Regions from separate parts of the Muntiacus reevesi genome. Here region 2 is linked to region 1. The links are chromatin contacts, called in public Hi-C maps. All regions are on one chromosome and are shown on one strand. The core of a region is the stretch at or near the end of the contact, and the rest is flanking DNA. Distances in the headings are between cores, read along the strand shown. Region 1 holds the start of DUSP6 (dual specificity phosphatase 6). Region 2 holds the start of GALNT4 (polypeptide N-acetylgalactosaminyltransferase 4).

Evidence for each region. Hi-C and Micro-C count contacts between places; a contact is called where the count stands out from the background.
Region 2: a contact with region 1 is called in a Hi-C map of blood, with 2.2 times the contacts expected there. The contact joins the promoter of GALNT4 here to the promoter of DUSP6 in region 1. A contact is called at or near these places in 2 of 3 Hi-C or Micro-C datasets (blood and muscle).

Annotation. Positions count from the first base shown.
Region 1 is chr4:135,959,241-135,966,039 of mMunRee1.1, forward strand. It overlaps DUSP6 (dual specificity phosphatase 6), which reads right to left and starts at 1,584. Exons shown (of 3, transcript XM_065934181.1): 1 at 713-1,584; 2 at 1-139. The coding sequence starts at 1,112.
Region 2 is chr4:136,128,384-136,134,899 of mMunRee1.1, forward strand. It overlaps GALNT4 (polypeptide N-acetylgalactosaminyltransferase 4), which reads right to left and starts at 2,907. Exons shown (of 1, transcript XM_065934186.1): 1 at 1-2,907. The coding sequence starts at 2,668. The coding sequence ends at 920. POC1B (POC1 centriolar protein B) reads right to left here and starts at 4,177. Exons shown (of 11, transcript XM_065934184.1): 1 at 4,054-4,177; 2 at 3,290-3,374. The coding sequence starts at 4,068.

The DNA of each region.
Region 1 (6,799 bases), core at 334-2,833:
ATGTCCGAGGAGGAGTCGGAGCTGATCCGCAGGCCCCCGAGCCCCAGCACGGGCAAGGGTGGCGAGCTGCTGCTACACGAGCCGTCTAGATTGGTCTCGCAGTGCAGGGCGAACTCGGCTTGGAACTTACTGAAACCACCTGCCAGGAGGAGAAAAACAATCATGTAACCCGAGATCCCGTAGTAGTTTTCACAGCTTTGAGAGCCGCAGCCGCACGTAGAAACACACCACAGAACTCTACCAACCCCCCTACACGCGAAACCAAATATAAGAGAAAGACACTTAAATGTGCACCCTTGGGAACAGAACAAACGGCCCGCCTCCCCGGGGAACCCTCATTCTTTTGAATCCGGAAATGCACAAAATGGCAACTTTTCCGAATATCTTGCAGGGCTAGGAGGTGCCAACCTGCACCACAACCGTCCTGCAAAATCTCAATCAAAAATCGAACGACAGAAAGTAGGCAAAGAGGGAGGACATTTCGGGCAGAAAGCAGAGGTGGTGAGAAAGAAATGGCCCATGAGTGCGGCCGGAAGCGGGCCGGTTCCGCGCGGGCCAAGTTCGTGGGTGCGGGACTCGCGAGGCCCGCAGGGCAGGCAGACAACCCCCGGGCGCAGCAGTGGGCTCAGAATGGCCGGCCGGGCGCCTTGCCTGCAGCCGGCAGCCCGGTGTCCTCCGCCTGGCCCCCCGCGCGGAGCCCCCCGGCTCGTACCTTCCAGGTAGAACGCCCGGCAGCCCTCGTCCTTGAGCTTCTTGAGCAGCAGCCCGAGCACCGACTCTCCGCCCGTATTCTCGTTCCAGTCGCTGCTGCTCTCATCGTAGAGCACCACGGTGTCCGTGCCGCAGCGCCGCGTGAAGCGGTCCCGGTCCTCGCCGCGCGTGAACAGCGCGCGCACCGGCAGGTTGCCCTTCTGCAGGCGCCGCAGCATGATCCCCGGGATGGCCACGTTGATGGCCGACTCGATGTGGGACGACTCGTAGAGCTCCTGCGGCCGGCAGTCCATCAGCAGCAGCCTCTCGTTTCCCAGCTCCAGCTGCTCGTTGAGCCACGCCACCGTCTTGCTGATCGCCATTTCCGACGCGAAGGGCACGGGTCTGAGCGTATCTATCATGGGGGTCGAGCTGCCGGAGAGGGTGGGGTGCCTATCAGACGCCCCTCGGGGCAGGCAGAGGCCGAGCGCGCCGCGGGAAGCCGCCGCTCTCGGAGCGGGGTTGGAGTCCACCTCGCCCTTCCCAAGCCGGGATAGCGGTTGGGGCAGGCGAGACCGAAGTGAAGCCAGCGGTTCCCTCTGCACCCGGCTGCAGCCGCTCGTTCTCGGTGTCAATGAATCTCTCTGAATGAAGCTGCCCAGACAGTTTTGTTCCTCCAGGGTGAATGAAATCCAATTAATTCGGACTCCGTGCTACCGAGAAGGGAGGAAAGAAAAGTCCAGCGGCTCCTAATCCCTCCCTCCAAGATTGCACCTCAAATCCACCCGGCCGTCTTTCTCCTAGGATTATTCAAACCTCGATTGCTCACTCTCCCTAGGACGCGGCGCTCGCACACCCCCTGCGCGAGGCAGCTCCTCAATGGATACAAACAGCGAGCGTCTCAATGGATACATTCTCCGGGCCAGCCAATGAGCGCTCTGCGGAAGGGGCTGTTGCCGTGGGGACGGGCCGGCTGGAACAGGTTGTGTTGATGAATTGTTAATGAGTTTGTCATTCACAAAAACGGAAAGGAATTTCCGCTCCGGATAAGCCCCAGTGCAAACAAGCTGCAACAGCGGACTCCGCGGGAGGAAGGAGAAAGAAGAGGAGGCGGCGGCGGAGGAGGAGCAGGGCACAGAAACCGGGGCACTTCAGTTGTCTCATGTTTCCTTCTGTTGAGAGTTCGCACTTCACGTCGAAACTTTTGCGCACAAATGGTGCAATTAGCGGGCACAAAAGCCCTTGTTCGCGACGCCTGTGAGCGCAAGCTAGCTTTAGGGAAACTTGTGCTGACTTTTTCCCTTTTCTTCCCTTTAAACTCATTTGCACTGGAGTTCACGATCGCTCCCTCCCTCCCCCCGCCCCTTAGGCAGTGTGTGTGGCATTTGTTTGCCAGTTTTAAAAGCCCAGCTCTGTTTCCCCTGATGTTCTTTTAGCCGAGGCTCTGTTGGGGCTGGTAAACTGCCTGGGCTTTAGTGACCGATGAGGTGTTAAATGCTAATCCAACATCTTTTGAAACAAACCAGGATTTTGTTGAAACATTTTTAAGCAAGCAAATGCTTGGAAGTTCAGATAATAGGAAGCAAGCCTCTTTAAAAAAAAAAAAAAAAAAGACAAAACGGCGTTTTAATTAATTTTTTAAAAACCAGTGGAGACTGCAGAACAAAGTCGTTGGGCAGTCTGATCCTTTTATTCCTCGGGGGGGGGGGGGCATTACAAGCCATTGTTCCGGGGATCCAAGCACCCCCTCCCCGGTCCCCGCCGTCACCCACTGCGCGCTGGGGGTAGCGCTCGTTAATCATTTCTGAGCAGCGAGCTCAGCTTCCAGACACAGGAGCCTCCCTGGAGGGGCTTCCTGGACGAGGTGCACGCGGAGCCGGGCAGGCTGTCCCCACCATCCGCAAAGCGTGGGGAAGTCCTCCCGCAAGGCCTGCAGGCTGCAGGGGCTCAAGGTGGGTTCGGCGATTGGCTTACTGTAGACCGAGGCATGTGAGAACGGAGCCACCCCGACAACCCGCGCCTGGTCAGCCCCTTCCTTCCCGGGGCAGCAACCCCCTCCCTTGCAAGTCGCCGGGCACTAGCGGAACACTGCCCCCTCCTGCGCGTTGCGCTCCTCGTGAGCACCCGCCGCCTCCGCAGCCCAGTTCAGCTGGCGCCGAGCGCCTAGGGACCCCGAGGACCGGTGGGGGGCCGAGTGCAGAACTTTGGGCTCCAGTTCTGCCTGGGGCGGGTGTGGGGCGAGGACTGCCTGCCCCTGCTCCAGAGGCGACCTGGGAATTTTGGGGAACGTCTCTGCCGCGCTGCATAGCCAGCAGGTAATTGGGGAGGCGCTGGCCAGAGCAGCGAGCCGCGCTCGGCCGGCGTACCACGGGGTGGGGCAGGCTGCCGGATAGAGGCGTGGCGGGTGGGGGCCGCGGCGGTGGCGGCGGCGGGGAGGAACATTCCCAGCGCGCACAACCATATTGTTATGTGAAAGTACCCGAGCCTGCTGCTCCCGAGCGGAAAACCACCTGTGTGCGGCCGGCGCGGCGCGCAGGGGGTGGGGGCGGGAGGGTTGCGGCCGGAAGGCGCGGGCCCCAATCCGGCCGCCCCTCCCTAACCCCGGGCGGAAAGAGGCCGCGCATTGTCCCGTCGCCGCCGCCGCCGGGGAGGCGGAAGCGGAGGCAGCGGCTCGGCTGGGAGCGGCTTTTCCGAGCGCCCACCGCGGATATCGCCGGGGGCACCTGAGGTCGCGGGGTCTCCCCAAGCTAGACGCCCTGCACCCACGGGCCTGCCTGCTGACGCCCCCGCTCCAATTTGCATCTTTAGTCACCCGTCTCTTCCCTGGTTTGGAGAATGTAGGCTGAAAAAACAAAAAAAAAGGCGGCTGCTAGGCCCAGGTTGCCAATTTTGGAGCTTTGCTGCGGTCGGGCCGCCCCTGGAGGAGCGTGCTGGGAGAAGGTGGGGGTTGCAGCACTCCTCTCCCTGCGCCTTTTTTGGTCATCCCTTGGAACAGAACTCCCATATTTCACTGGATACCATCCGGTTCGAGCTGGAGGAGGCCTGCGCGGGAGGTGACGCCTCCGACCCGCCCCCACCTGTTGCAGATGTCTCTACCGCGAGGCCTTTCTGTTAATGGGACCTGGAGGCCTGGAGGGGAGAGGCAGGATGCCCTGCAGCGGAACTGAGATGAGCAAAATCTTTCAGCCCAAGCCCTCCAACAGAAGAGACAGGGAGAGAAGTTGATTTCCATTTAGCCATTTTAAAAGTGCAGTTACCTGAGCCTGGGCATCAGTTTGGGGTGATGGTGGCCACACTTTTCAAACTCGAAACGTTTAGCTTTGCCCGTGCTTCTGAACCCTTCAGCTCCTCTCTAGACATTTTATAGAATGGCTTTCTAACCGCTGGGTCCAAAAAAGTGCGGTGTTAAGAAAAAAAGAGCGAACTCCGGGAGTTGGTGATGAACTGGGAATCCTGGCGTGCTGCAGTCCATGGGGTCGCAAAGAGTGGGAGACGACTTAGCGACTGAACTGAACTGACTTGAAAGAAAGGGCCCCTGCGGTGGCGACGGCCCGGGTTTGAAGGGGTCTGTCCCCACTCCTTCCTAAATGGGCGACCTTGATTATATCCTCTACCTTTTTAAGCTGTAGTCTTCCACGTTGGCATAAGGAAATTGATAGAATCCCTGTGATGATTGAAAAGGTATAGTGAGTGTGTCATTAAGCATTAGTATTATTTTGATCTTTCTGAATTCGTAACCTGCAGAATGGACCCAGTCCTTTCCATCCCAACGATGCTGTGTGAGGCCTAAGAGCCCGCCTGGAATTCCCTAGTCTCAGGAGAAATCCTCTGAGGAACTGCGCTAAGCAGTGTAATCCATCGCGATTCAGATGTCAAGAAAAGCATGTGCTGTTACAGACCGACATCAAAATCCTTTAAACCGGTTAAATACAAAATATACCCAGCTACCTTTCTAACTTCTCCCTACTGCTCCCCTCCTAAACACTCTGTACACTAACTGATATAATTGAAGTAATAGCTATTGGGCATTTACCACACACTGGGCATGGTCTTAATTTCTGTGTTTACATATGGTATTTCTATCAGTCTTCAGAAAACCCATGTAAATTATTCCCCCAGAGATTAAGGAATTTGCCTGAGGTCAGAGGGTAGCAAACGGTGGGGTGGGGATTTGAGGTCTGACTCTTTACAGACCCTTAAGGATTACCGTGTACCCATATTAGAAAGCGTTGTGGAGACCGCACCCACCACACTTCGTTATTCCTCCTGAAGTTTGAACGAATCAAGGTCTGCACTTTTGAACTGAATTTTGGCCACCAGACTTTTCTGAGCTTCACGTGTTATGTTGTTCCTTCCCCACAGATGTCAAGGATCAAAAGTCAGGCCCATTTCCTTCCTGCTTCTTTTACATCTGGTGGTTTTCTTTGACTTCATACACCTCTTCATCAGTCAACCATTCAATAAATGCCCAACTAACTTTCTTAGAGTATGTCTTAGATGCTTATCCTCACAGCCACCATTACTGATGTGTGTTGGTGTAGCACCCAGGACCTGAGTTCAAATCTTAGCTCTGTCTCTTTAAGTAATAGTTTGACAGAGGAAGGTCATTTAACCACTCTGCACCTCCATTCATTCATTCACTCATTTATTCATTTACTCTGGGTTCCAGGAAGGCAACAGTGAGTAAAACTGGTAAGAATGCTGTCCTCCTGGAGCGCACCTTCTAGTGAGGACAATAAACAAAATAAATAATTATACAGCATGTTAAAAAGGGAGAGTGCTACAGTGAAATATAAAGCGAGGAAAGGAATTCAGCAGTATGTAAAATGGGGAATAGTTAGGCCCGCCTCAAATGACTGTGAGGGTTAGGGACAGCCAAGATGATAGACAAAAGGCACAAGTAGGTTCTCAATGGATGATGTTTTTTAAAATCACTGCTACATTTCTGCATAAAGCTGATTGGCTGTTGCTGGTTATTCTGCTTTGAATCTCATTCTGGCCCTGTTGCCAGGGCTCCCAGGAAAAGCTCTCTCAGGAGAATTCAGTGACTGGGAGAACCACCGGCTTCCTTACTTCCGGAGGCCTCAGTTCCCTGCTTGGGGTATCAGTCACATACAGAAGACTGTTTAAACGTTGCGGAATACAGCGGGTCATCTCTGATCCATTTTCACAAGTGCACAGAAACAGTTTCATAGATCCTGCTGTCCCTCTGCGTGTGTGCGTTTGTGCATGCAACGAGCACCTGTGCCGAATTCTTCCTCGTATTTCCCCCTGGAAAGTTCCTTAAAATCTTTTGGCTATAAACGTTTGCTTGGTTATTGGAGAAGCATTCCAACTTGGCAGGAATTTTCCTGTGTTTGAGAACACTTGTGATTTATGAGACCTAAAAGGGTTGGTATGACCTTTAATCTTCTTGGAGTAATCTCTGTGAATACAGTGACATTTATTAACACATCATGTGAAAATAGTTAAACAGATTTTCACCTAATATGGAGAGCGTGTTTTGGAAGATCAGACTTAAAATGGAGCCTTCTGGCATATCCAGGATTCGGTATTTTTAGAGGTCCTGGGGAGGCCCTCAAAGTGACAGTCAGAGTGAAGACAGACAGAGACAAATATCATATGATGGTACTTATTTGTGGAATCTGAAAAACGCAGGTAGAAATGAATTTATTTACAAAGCAGAAGTAGAGTCACAGTTGTAGAAAACAAACTTAGGGTTACCAGGAGGAAAGGGGAGGGGAGGACTAAATTGGGAAATTGGGATTGACATATACATACCATGATATATAAAATATATAACTAATAAGAACCTGCTTCATAGCACAGGAAACTCTCCTCAATACTCTAGTGATTTTGGGGGAAAAGAACATGAAAAGAGTGGATATGTGGATAACTAATTCACTTTGCTATACATCTGAAATTAACACGCCATTATAAATCAACTATACTCCAATTTTTTTTTTTAAGTGATAGTCGGTGACTTTCAGGACAGCTTAAACCTCAGAACAGAGTTTAACTGCATTTGAAAAATATGTTTGAAATAGTCTGACTGTAAATAAAGGGCATATGAGTTCACAAGGGCCTCCCAGGTGGCACAGTGGTAAAG
Region 2 (6,516 bases), core at 1,657-4,156, 170 kb after region 1:
TTATTTTAAGTGATTATTAAGCGTTTACTTAAAGTGATTAAGCATTAACAAAGAGAAGCACAGTATTCTGAATGAGTCCCTCTCTGATACATTCAAAGTTGAAGGAAGTGCAATCAGAAAATACCCCATACACACACACAAGTTCACAGGGAGGACAGCTTACGAAATCAGAGCGATTTGAGGTATCAACAAAGAGCAGTTAAGTCTAATAGCTCAAGCTGGTAAAGTGTGGAATGTAAACGGCTTCCATTTCATTCAGATGTGGGTATATTTTTCTGAGATGTCTGTATGTTAGGAAGACCTTTAAACTCAATTCCAATTCACATCCAGTGACAATATAACTAAACCAGGCCTTTCTCCTGAAGAGTAACTTTCCTTGATTTCTATTTGAGTAACAGAAAATTAGAATTAAAAAACTAAACAAAACCTAAAATTTCACATGCTGACTAAAGGAAATTCAAATTCTATGTACAACAAAAATAGCAACAGCTTGAACTGCACATTTCTGAGTTTTTTTGTTTTTTCTTTTTAATGAGATGTGCAGTGAACTTACCCATCAACATAAATCATCCCTCATTTTGCTTGGACTTTTATATTCTTTAATATTAAGTCTGGCACTTAAATGTTTTGTGTATCTCAAGTCACAGTCGAGTCAACTTCTTTAAGAAGTAAGAGAACATATTGACAAAGCTCTTAAATAAAACAACCCCAAATAAGGCACTTTGAAATATTAAACAACAGCTCTCTGCGCACCCAGGTTCCGTGTTTTGTTTTAACCAAAACGCTCCACCGCTTTTACAGAGCTCTTGCAGATGACCACTGGGTGAATGATGATGAAATAAATCTTCACTGAGGCTCTCTGCAGGCTGACTCCCCTGAAGCTATTGTCAGTTCCAGACCAAAGTGCTGTTATGCTCATCTATTTCTCAAACTTCCAGATTTGATTTTTATCTAGGGCATCACAAGTTCTCATCTGAACATCGGGCCGGCCCTCGGGTGTCCGGTAAGCACTGAGACACAGTCCTGAGTGGGGATGAAAAACAGTTCCATCTTCTTTAAAATGCCAAATAATGTTTGCTGGGATAGGAAACCCATCTTTGGGACAATTCTGCATTCCCACATGCTTTCTTAGCTCGGCAACTTCTGCACATAACTCCGTCACCGAATTAAACCTTATTTCTTTGTTGGAGGTATATTCAAAGAATTGATTGCCTCCTTGACCGTGGCATCCAAATAGGGAAAGGTTAGCACTTGTGGGGTTGTTGTCAGGAGCATTATAATCTAAACATTCAGAAGAGATCCCAATACTGCGAATAGCTCCGTGCCAGCCTGGCCTATCCTCTGGAACGTGCAAAGTAGAAAACACATTTTTCAAATACCAGTCAAAGCTCTTGCACCTCAGCCTTTCCCGTAGTAATTTTCTTTCAGAAATATCGCCATAAGCTTCTTTCCTTGCTGGAGGGTTTCGATTGTAGAAATGCTCCTTGTACTCGTCCATCCAGACTTCCGCTGCCCGAGCAGTATTCTGTAGGAAATTGGGCCGAGCATATGGTGCCCGCTTAGGGAATACGTGGCCCACGTGGGAACATGGGTGGATCTCCAGTTTACCTCCACACTGCCACACCCTGAAAGACAGCTCCAGGTTTTCACCTCCCCACACTTCCATCCCCGTGTCATAAGTTCCGAGGTACTGGAAATACTTCTTGCTGACCGCAAACAGTCCTCCGGCCATGGTGGGCGATCTGAATGGTTCAATTCTCGATTTACGCCTGTCCTTCTCATGTTTGGGGACAGAATGCCACTGGAAGGTTAGACGCCAGTCGAACCCACCAATCATGGGCTCCCCAGTCTGCATATAGAATTCAAAAGTATTCCAGTCGATGGTGTCTATAACAGGACAAATGATCACTGTTTCATCCTTATGAATCCTTTCCAAAAGTGGCTCCAGCCAGCCAGTATTGCACTCACAGTGACAATCCAGGAAAGTGAGGACGTCGCCAGTGGCAAAAGTGGCCCCAATCAGACGGGCCCTCACCAGCCCTTCCCGTTTGTTTGTTCTAATCAGGCGGACTCTATCCAGATTGCTGACATAAGTCTCCAGCTGTGTCTTCAAATAGATTCTGTCGCTCAAGTCATCGACTAAGATGATCTCCTTCAGAAGGACTGCGGGAGAAGTTTCCAAAACACTGTGGATGGTGCGAAGTAAGGTCGACCAGGCTTCGTTATAGAAAGCGATGATGACAGAAGTGGTGGGAAGTCTCCTATAGTTAAACTTCTTGGACTTACACTCATACATTCTCTTATCCTCTATGTGGCGGTGCAGGGAAATCCTGTCACTGAGGTAAATGTTAATGGCATATCTCTCAATGAGTTCCTCTTGCTGCTTCAGCTCGCTCTCGCTGAGCTGGAGCTTGCTGGCTTTCCCCCACTCCCCAAGGGCATGGGAATCTGCAGGGGGCTTCTCATATAGCGGCCGAGACAAATCCACTGCTTTCTTCCCCGGCTCGGAGAGCTGTCTTGACCCCGGCTCCCGGGCACCGCCGACTCGCAAGGAGACATGGAAAGTGGAGACGGAGAGTTCCACTAGGAGGTAGGCCCCTGTGAGAAGCGCCAGCAGCAGGCAGCTTTTGCCTGCCCACGTCCACCTCACGGCCATCCGGATCCTCATGGCTGGGGCGCGGACGCGGCCACCAGAGTCACCGCGCGCCGGGGAAAGGCTGCGGGACCCGACGCTTGAGCTCCGGGCTCAGGTAGCAGCGAACTTCCGAGCAGGTCCCTCCTTTCATGCAGGCGTTCGGCTCCTCGGCAGCCGCGGGGGCTTCCTGGGGGTCACCTGGGACCTCCGCGGGGCACGGCCTCCGGTGCAGTCCCAAGTCCTCTCTCCCCACTTCCTCCCGCCTGCCTCACAACTTTTCACAAACTCTGCAGCCAGCAACACCCCACCCTCCCCGGGCCGAGGGCAAACCCCTCCCCTTCCCACTTCCTCCCCCTGGCGGCGACTTCGCGCCAGCGGCCGGCCAGGCCCGGGCCCGGCCCAGGCCTGTGCGCGACCCTGCGGGGCCTGGGGGTCCCGGGAGCACCAAGGTGACCCTGGGCTCGGGTCCACTCCGGCTCCGACTGCATCTCGGCCGTTCTCAACACGATTCCACCCATATAGATCCTCAGAGGTGGCTCTCCTGGGGACCCAGCGTGGACGGGCGGCAAGGGTTCCCACCGATTGAGCGTCTCATCACACACACACACACACACACACACACACACACACACACACACACACGAGAAAACTCACCAAGTTGTTTGCCGTTGGGGCTAAAGTCCACAGAGGTGATCGCAGCTTTGTGGCCCTTAAAGTAACGCTCCAGAACCGGGTCCTCCTGGGAAGGAAAGTTGTCAAGTTTTGAAAGCAGGTGCAGACCTCGAATGTGCGGGGGTCGGAGAGGAGCTCGGTCCCCGCCCGCGGGAGCCGGCCCGGGAACCGCCACATCGGTGGAGGGTTGTGGGGAGCAGCAGCGCCCCGAGCAAGCACGCGCGGCCGCAGCTATATTGGGGTGTACGCCGAGCACCAGCCTCCGCCCGCAGAGCCGGCGGAATCTCCGCCAAGCGCTGCCCAGAAGCGGGCGCCCGCCGCAGACCACCTGGGCAGAGCGACTGAAATGCACGTTCCGGGGCCCCGCCCGCAGGCTTGCGGTCACAGGTGCGAGGCGGGACCCCCCGGCTTCTGTACTTTTCAAAAACCTCCCAGGTGATTCTGACGCAGGCGCTCCACGGAAACCCTAAGAGAATTCTGGGGGGACCATGGGGCCGCCGGGGCGGTCGGAGCTCGGGGACTCGGGGAGGAGCGCCCGGGGCTCCGTCAGGGCTCGGCGCTGCCGGTGCCCCCCGGAGGCAAGGGATGAGTCGCGGGCGCCCCGGGGCGAGGGGCGCGGAGCTCTCGGCTCGGGACTCGGCTGAGGACTCCTGCCTCCATGTCCCGCCAGGTGCGGGTGTAGCCCCGACCTGGCTCCCCGACCCGCGGGACCGGCTCCGGGGAGGCGCACCGCAGCCAGTCCTTACCGGGGAGGAGGCCATGGGGGAGCGCTCAGCTCCCGGCTCCTGCCCGCAGGGGGAACCGGGGGGAGGGAGGGGACGGGGTAGGAAGGGGGACCGTGCGGTGCCCGGAACTGTCCGCCCGGAGCGGCAGCGCCTCCCGGTCACTACAACAACGGCGCCCCAGTCCAACCCCGCGCTCCAGGCGTGGCCAGCCGAGCTCCGAGGCTGCGCCCGCGCCGCGGAAAGCCGGACCTCCGCCACCTGGCAAGCCGGACGCCCCGGCATCAGGTGTCGCCACACAGCAAAGCCAGCGTTTGCTAACACCTGAGCTTCCCCCGGCTTGATAACCTGAAGGAGGGTAGTAACCGAGATAGGTAGGAGACCGATGGTTGGGAGAGGGTTACGAACCTGTGATCGATGCAATCAGAATTCTATTACGCGTTAAAGAGACAGCGCGCGCGAATTTGAAGCGGGTCCAGGACATCTTATTTTTTGATGCGGAAGAGAGTTTGATCTGAAATGAGGCAGCTTGCTATTTATTAATATACACAAAAGTACTAAATCTCTGAAGGAAAGACTTGAATTTATTTAATCACTATTTTTCACACACGCCCAGCGTGTTATAAATGTAGATGCTGGATAAACGTGATGAATGAATGAACGAATGTTTTCCATCCACTTAAGGTTCTTCTGCCGTGTTTCTGTTCCAATCTCGTTTGCCTGTGTCTTAAAGCTGCTCATTGATACAGTAGCATATTTGAGGTCTTTAGGAAGACTTAGAAACATATTTTTTGTTCGGTTTAAATTACCCGGCCTCATAGTAACTATAGACGTTGCTACCGTAGACTTTCCTACATAGAATATCATTTGAGCTTCAGCAACACTGCGAAGTTGATAGTTAGGAAATGTTGCCGACCTTTAGAAATTATAAACTTGATTCTTAGACATTTTGATTTAATTATCAAAGGTTACACAAAGACAGCTCTTCCAGTTCCAAGTCCATATCCTTTTTTACCCTGTTACTAAGCTTGAAGGACTCAGCTGAAAATTACATATAGAATAAAGATTCTTGGCAGCATAAGATGGCATAATAGACCACAGCTGATAAGATACATGGTCTATACAAATGAGAGGCTACTACACTATTACAGATTTTCTAACTAGTTGTTTAGTGATAGAATTTAGTTGTAATGAATACTGTACATAGCAATCAAGCAAATTTAGACTGCATTATTAGTTCAAGTATATGTTTGTTGACTATCTTCAGGATATTTAGCAGTGAGGGATACAAAAGTGACTGAGGTATTTTCCCCGCCTTTGGGAACTCAACAATCTAGGTTTCTGAGTTTCATGTTTTAGCATGCATAATAATGATTTTAGGGGACCGCAGTCCCTAAGATGCTGATTCAGCATATATGAAGTGGAATCAAGGACCCTACAGATGTATTAATAATGAGCCTCTTAGGTGATTGCCTTGGAGTCTCAGCTATGTACATTGAGAAACATCACTCTAGTCTAGGAGGTGATGTGTCAAGATTGTTGCTACTAGCAACGTATCAGCAACTGTGTCAGGACTCTAAGCTTTGCTACTTACTCCCAGTCCAGGTTTGACTTTAAAGAAAAAAAAAGACCAACATATTAAAAAATAATGCTGGATGCTTGTGGGAATGTAAAAGGATATAGCCCTGTGGAAACAGTTGACAGTTCCTAAAAGTTTAGCCCTGAGGTATATACCCAAGTGGATTAAAAACAGGGACTGGAATAGATACTTGTACACCAATATTCATAGCAGCATTATTCACAATAACAAATAAGTGGAGGCAATTCATGTATCCAACAGATAAATCATTAAGTGTGATACATACATACAATGCACTGTTAGTCATAAAAAGAAATGAAATTCTGATACATGCTGCAACATGCCATGTGGTGCTTAGTGTATCAATTGTGTCCGGCTCTTTTCGATCCCATGGACTGTAGCCCACCAGGCTTCTTTGTCCATGGGGATTCTCCAAGCAAGAATACTGGAGTGGGTTGCCATGTCCTCCCCCCAGGGGATCTTCCCCATCCAGGGATCAAACCCAGGTCTCCCACATTGCAGGCGGATACTTTAGCATCTGAGCCACCAGGGAAGCCTGCTGCAGCATGGGTAAACCTTAAAACATTATGTTAAGTGAATAGACCAAACACAGAAGAACATGTATTTTATGATTCCACCTATTGAGGTACCTCAAATATGTGGATTCATAGAGACAGACAGTAGAATGGAGGTTAACAGAATGGGCTGGGGATAAGGAAGAATGGAAAGTTATTGTTTAACAGATGTGGAGTTTCTGTTTGAAATGATGAAGTTCTGGAAATAGTGGTGATTGTTACAAAACATTGTGAATATACTTAATGCCATTGAACTGTACACTTAAAATAGTTAAAATGGTAATACTTATGTATATCTGACTACAATAAAAATAAATAATAAAATACATAATA